Linked DNA regions of Oryza sativa: region 2 is linked to region 1. Evidence: chromatin contacts called from public ChIA-PET data. All regions are on one chromosome and are shown on one strand. The core of a region is the stretch at or near the end of the contact, and the rest is flanking DNA. Distances in the headings are between cores, read along the strand shown.

Region 1 (3,593 bases), core at 554-3,053:
CAGCGCCGATAATCTTAACAGCCATTGGAATCTTCTTACACTTTTGGATAATCATTATCCCTATATTCCTTAAAGTGTTTCCATGAAGGTTCTCATCAAGGCATGCATTACAGCAAAGCAGGGACCAACAGTTCTGAAAACTCAATTCCTTTACCTGGTGGATGTAAGAAGCATTTAGTTTTGTTGCAACATTCTCATCTCGAGTAGTGATCAAAATTCTACTTCCATGACCACAAACATGCCAATGAGCTTCTAGGGAATTTTCTTCAATTTGATGACCCCGCACATCATCAAGCACCAGCAAGAATCTCTTTCCTTTAAGCATGGAAGCCAGCATTAACTCAAGCTGCGTCCTGTTTTTTGCTTCTTTAGGATTTCCGCCAGCAGCAGTTACAATTGCAGACAACAATCCAATATCATCAAAGTCATTGAAAACACTAACCCACACGATCATACCAAAAGCATTTCTTGTGCGATGATCATCATGTATCTTCCATGCCAGTGTAGTTTTGCCTGTTCCACTACCACCAACTATGGCAACAAGTGTCTTCGCACTTTTCCTGTCTGTCAATATATCAATCAATTTGTTTGCTTCATTTTCAATGTCACCCACAATGTAATCATCAGGTATCACTTCCAAAGAGATTTCAGACCTTTCATTCAGGATCTCCTGATCGATTGGTAGAAGACCTAATTCAGAGCCCTTCTGTAAAATGCCATCCATTTTCATATTCAGACTGTTGATACTGGTTTTTAAAGTCTTGTATCGCATCCCATAAAGGTTTGGTGGTATCGTAAACCAGTGGAGAAACTGTTGATAGTAAGATTGCATTTATAGTTAGTGCGATCGAAAGGGTAAAATGTTTAAAGAAATCAAAAGAAAACATGGAGATGCTAATATTTCATCTGTTCATTCTTGGAAATGTTACAGTTGAGGGCTTGAGCACAGGAGGTTATCATCAGGAAGTATAATATCAAATTAGCTGAGAACGAGCACAAGTAGGCTGAATTTTCATGGCACCACATTTGCATCATACTTAAAAAACCCATTGCCATGAATTGTTTGACAAGGCTTTATGCACTTAAAATATTGTTCTTGCAACAATGGCTAAACTTTTGATTTGCACTTGCGTGATATTAGAAGTAACGAATTACTCCCCAAAGAATTGCATGTGTGAAGTAAGTCAATCAAGGCGTATGTTGAAGCCAGAACTGAGACTGCATGATACATTTCCAAGATTTTCATAGAAATGTTAAGAAATTTCCAATGTGTTTCAGGATCTAAAAGTAGTAACTGGAAATGGCTCTATCGGTAGAGGTATAAACTAGAAGGCGGCAGCGCACATGTATTCGTTTGAGCAAAGCATTTCAAATTCCCAAATTCATTTGAGAGTAGCATTTTTCAAACTCACAATTCATCAAGGGGATCGAAAGATTAGAAGAAGGCCATACCGATCTCCGTCCCTCCTCCTGCTGCCTCCTGGGCCTGGCGGCGGCGTCCGCGGCGCGGCGGAAGTCGTCGCGGGCGTCCCCGAGCTCGTACAGCGCGTCGAGAATCTCCCGCAGCCACGCCCTGGCGCCGGCGTCGCGGGCCTCCCTCGCCTCGGCCCCCGCCGCGGCCGCCCCCACGGCGTCGAGCCTCCGCGCGAGCCCCCGCAGCTCGTCCGCCGCCGCGTGGGCGTGGCCGCCGACCTCCGCGGCGAGCGCCTCCGCCGAGCGCGCGGCGGGCGGCAGCGCCGCCGTGGCGATCATGGCGGCGGCGGTGGCGTGGCTTCCAACGCCGGCTAGTCGATCGGAGGAAACGAGAGCTTGTTGGCGTCCACGTCGTTTTAATTTAAAGTCAACCGCAGCGAAGATTGGGTCGTGGCTGTCGTCAGCTTACGCAAGCAAGCAGAGACTGTTTCCTGATTTATTTTATTTTTTTGGTCGGAGTAACCGATAAATGGCTGTCCGTCCTTTTGGCTGTTTAATCGAGGTCTTCTCACTCAAACAGTCTGTGTTGGAGAATTGTTTCTAAACCTAATGATTTAGGCTCCGTTCCACGTGTGGTGTTTTGGAGATTGATTTTTGTTCATCATATGTGCCCCAAATCTAAAATTCATTTTCCATCATTTTATTTGTCAAATACTTCATTTATTCAACTCTGTTCAGAATCTTAATAAAATCATTTTTTATGTTAATATGAGTCCAAGTGATAAGTAAAACCATTCTAAGCATGGCTAAGCAATATAGTAAACTAGTGACAATATAACTCATATTCCAAGTAGTAATAGTAATAGAATATGATTCCTAAGGTTAGGAATGAGGGATATGGATATATGTGGGGTTAAGGCGATAATGCAAATAATAGGAGTTTGTCTAACAAATTTAACAAAATTTTAATTTATTAATGTACAATCGACATGCAAGATTTGCCAACATTTTTAATAACCTCCAAAACATAGGTTCAAAGTGATCAAAGAAAGAGGGAGGTAGGACTTGCCTTGCAACTGAAAAATGTCAGCACCTAAATCACTTCTTCACTGTTTAAGCAATTATCTATACAAAGTACATGTTATGCAATTAAACGAGAAACCTCATTAGCACATAATTGATTAAGTATTATTTATTATAAATTTTAAAATAGATTTATTTGTTTTTAAAAGAACTTCTATATAGAAACTTTTTTAAAAAAAATGCACCATTTAACAACTTAAAAGGTGTGCTAATGGAAAACAAGAAAGTTAAAGTTTGGAGTTAAGAAAAAAAAAAGGGGGCCTAGTCTCCTCTATTCTCAAAACCAAATATTTCAACAATGCTTCCTTTTGGAAAGCTCCTTTTAATGTTTCCCAGTCAACTCTCTGGTCTTCCATTTCTAAAATCCGAAAATACCTTTTCACTTCATGTATTGGGCAAATTTCTAAAGGTTAGGTTTCTATTTAGAATCAACCCTAGTGTTCTATTTGAGAAATTATTCATGATCCTTAAATCCGACTAATATTCCTAATCATTTACCTTCGATGGCTTGTGGGGTCAAAACAAAAATTATGACTTTGATAAAATTTCTCAAGTCTTTGCTAAGGAGGCTACAAATTCTATATCCCATGTAAGAGTAATTCATCAGGATACAGAAGATAAGCTTTGTTGGATTCACACTTCTTCTGCTGAGTGTAATACTAAAAGTGCTTACAAAGAAGTTTTCAAGTCTTTCCATTATAATCATCATCCTATTCCTTCCTTAGTTATCAATCTTATTAAATCTGCTTGGAAAAATAAGACAATTTCTCCTATAGTTAAAATTCTTCTTTGGACACTTTTCAGAAACGCTTTACCTACTGCTGTTACTCTTCATTCTAGAATCAAGGACATTGAACCTACTTGTTCCACATGCGGTCAACAACAAAACGAAACTCATATCTTTTTGCACTGTTGCTTTAGTAGACTAGTTTGGTTTATCTTTGATTTTCAACATAAAACGGATGCTCTTAGCTTGATGACATCTATGTATGATATTATTCTTACCTCCTAGCTACTATGTCCACAGATAATGCCCTTCAAAAAATTGCTATTATGCTTTGGCAAATTTGAAAAGCTATGAATGATCATAATTTTAA
Region 2 (3,330 bases), core at 405-2,904, 170 kb before region 1:
TCATATATAGATTAAAATCCTCTAAATTCTACTCCCTCCATTTCAAAATATTTGACACCGTTGACTTTTTAGCATATGTTTGACCATTTGTCTTATTAAAAAAATTTGTGAAATATGTAAAACTATATGTGTACATGAAAGTATATTTAACAATGAATCAAGTGATATGAAAAGAATAAATAATTATTTAAATTTTTTGAATAAGACGAATGGTCAAACACGTTATTATAAAGTCAAAGTGCCAAATATTTTGAAAACGGAGAGAGTACGTTTTTCTTACAAATTAACTGGTGCTAAATGGGAAGAAAAAAAGAGAGGCTGGTTGCACCGGCACGTGCGTGCAGTCCCCGACTAGTTTTTTGGTTAGTGCATGTCGAGTCAAGAAAGAAAACGAGAGCTGATCTGCAATTATCATGTGATGATACGACGACTAATTAATAAAATCTGCTAAACTATAAACTAGCAGTATTACATCGTGGGGTAGGTAGTTATATTGTTAAAACAAAACCAAATAAAAAAAAATCAGCGCCAGTATAATGCCCCCAAAAACCGCCAGTGCATTGACGGTTGACTAGCACTGCAATGATAGGTAAGGACTGTTAAAAAAAACGATGGGATTCAGCGTGATAATTATCACAAAAGGACCACAAGTAAATGGGGGTATTAGTGTGCAAGAAAGCAAGCAGGAAAAAAGGGGAATAATAATCAAGCAAGCAAACACCAAGAAATAAACAGACAAAACAGTAGTGGCCAGCCACAGTAGTGAAGGGTCAGCGTCGGAATGCGACGGAAATGACAGCCTCTCGTTGATCCGTCGCCACGCTTCTGATCCGTGTATGTATATTCCACCTGTCGCTGTTAACCCAATCCTTTTGATTATTTACATAAAAAAATCTTGGTTAATCACATCTAATAATCATATTAAAAAACAGTAAGTTTTGAACAGAACAATCCTTGATTAATTTTACCTAAAACGAAATCTCTTTCATTGTTCATTTATAACAAAAACGGTGGCTGAAATTCCTGAGCGTTCGAAATATCATTTTCGTAAAAGTGGTACCATTTTCAACCAATATACTCCATCTGTTTCATAATGTAAAACATTAGCTCACATTGATATAAATATTAATGAATCTAGACACACATATATATTTAGATTCATTAACATCTATATGAATGTAGACAATGCTAGAAAGTCTTACATTATGAAACGGAGAAAGTATAAATTTTGATTTTTTTTTTTACATATCTATCAGAACTATATTGTAATCGTCACTAAATAGTTAAGTTGATGTATATAGAAAAAATTCATGACCAACCAAAAACCGTTCCCATAAAAAATAATATACTGTTTCCGACCATGTTCTACTGTTTTCACCCTTATACTAGCAATGCAAGTACAGACAACAAAACACAATCCTGTTTGGGTTCCTCCTAAGAGAGCATTTAATCCTTGTTTAAATAGGCACTGCTGTTTCTAAATTAACCCCTTTTCACACGCTGGTTTCGGCTCAGCTCCTCCCAAGCAGTGTAATAATATCTTAATAACCTTAACACGCAATTAAGCAACAACTATTTGCATGTGTTTCTCGCTCTATAGGCTGGGGTAATGATCTGCCTCTCTATATCTATCCCTGTCCATCTCTCTCTTACGTCTTCGGGGTCGTCGTCTTCTTCTTCCTCCTCTCGCTAGCTACCTGCCGTTTTCATTTCCCTACCATACGTTGGGGTTTTCTCCGGCTGCTCCTCCGTGTGGCCAGTTGTCCTCATCTTCCTCCTCCTCTCTCCTTGTTGCCGCGAAGAGGATAGATAACCCATAGTCCCGTACGCTTCTCTTTCTCTCTCTCTCTCTCTCTCTTTCCTCTCCACTTTGAATCAATCAAAACGGAGAAGAAGAAGAAGAAGAAGAAGAAGAAGAAGAAGAAGACATCAAGAACACGTGGAGCAGAAGCTTCTCTGCCGGCTTCTATCGTAGCTCTCAAGGTTACCACCCTCCCTGCTGACACCTCTGCATGTTTTGCTTTGCTCTGAATATTCCGGATTTGCTTTAGTTCTTTTCTAGAGTCCGTCTTGTGCTTCTGCGTGGCTGATTTAGTCTGTTTTTGGGTGAATTTAATCATATTCTGTTTTTGTACCCGAGAGAAGTTTTGGTATGTTTGTCTTGGCTTTTTCTTCACCCCCCTCTTTTGTTTTGAAATTTGTATTAGTTATTTTTGTTGAACGGATGAAAGTTATTAGTTAGGTAACTAGGTAAGGGAGGAAGAATTCTTAGATTGTTTACTATGAGGGCTGCAGATTTGTTTATGGTACTCTGAGTTGAGGAAGGGAGATGAAATTTCAGTTCCTATAAAACCGTCCAAAGTTCAACCAAGGAGGCACAAAAATGTGAAAACAGATCCTATTTTCTCTGTTGAGATCTCCAATTTAATTTCATTTGGTCCTTGCTCCATCTATTTAATGAAGTGCCTGAACTTCCTAGAGAATAGAGACTATCACATGAATAAACATGATTTTGATATCTGATGTATGTATGGATGGATGCAACATCATGGAGCACTTCACTTAACTCCAATGGTGACACCCTCCCCCATCTCTTAGCCATCACCTGCCAACCTTTTCCAATAAAGGTGCAAGAAATGGTCCATGCTCCATGGTGTCCATCCATCAAAGTTTCTCTTACTTTTTTTTCTCCATTCTGAGCTCATGCCCATTTGTGCTTTTAATTGAACAATTCAAATGCTACCTTTCAGACCTGAGAATCCTGTTTCTTCATTTATGTCATCTGACCACATATCACTGTTAATCAAAGCGTTTTCCAGGAAGCTAATTAGGCTGTAGTAATAGTAAACAGGCATCGTATTCATACCGGCTTATGCTTCTTATTTTCTTGTTTTAATAAAAATTGATGTTTCTGTTATGTTATAATAATATTTTTGATCAATTGTTTATGTGGTTACAATGGATGTCCCAATCAGAAAAGAGGGTGGCCGGTGGCCTCTCACTTTCCCTACCCCTCACATCTGGTCTACCAAATGCTGCTGAGGGTTTACTTGTAACTTATTATTTCAGCACATTTTATACGCATGCATGCAGCTATCTGTGGATTGAATTTAATATGTGTTTAGAGTCTAAATGTTGATTGATGACTATGTGTGCATCAACATGTCATCATCTGGGTATAATTGAATTTTTTAAAGATACTTCTATTGTAGTAAAGATACTTGTAGGATGTAATTAATAGAGATTTCAAGCGTACACGTATGTAGCAACCCTCCAAAGATTTGAAATTGAGGCAGAATACTCCTATCATGATAGATAGCTTCCATCTGT

What was found. ChIA-PET counts read pairs in DNA pulled down with a chosen protein or histone mark.
Region 2: a contact with region 1 is called in an H3K9ac ChIA-PET map of seedling, with 6 times the contacts expected there. The contact joins the promoter of LOC4343239 here to the promoter of LOC4343235 in region 1. A contact is called at or near these places in 1 of 15 Hi-C or Micro-C datasets (leaf) and 1 of 4 datasets of contacts at active chromatin or transcription factors (seedling).

What each region holds. Positions count from the first base shown.
Region 1 is chr7:17,687,856-17,691,448 of ASM3414082v1, reverse strand. LOC4343235 (disease resistance protein RGA2) reads right to left here and starts at 1,803. Exons shown (of 2, transcript XM_015792495.3): 1 at 1,453-1,803; 2 at 1-811. The coding sequence starts at 1,752.
Region 2 is chr7:17,856,626-17,859,955 of ASM3414082v1, reverse strand. LOC4343239 (FT-interacting protein 3) reads left to right here and starts at 1,654. Exons shown (of 2, transcript XM_015791407.3): 1 at 1,654-1,983. LOC136357242 (a long non-coding RNA gene) reads right to left here. Exons shown (of 2, transcript XR_010742439.1): 2 at 3,095-3,326.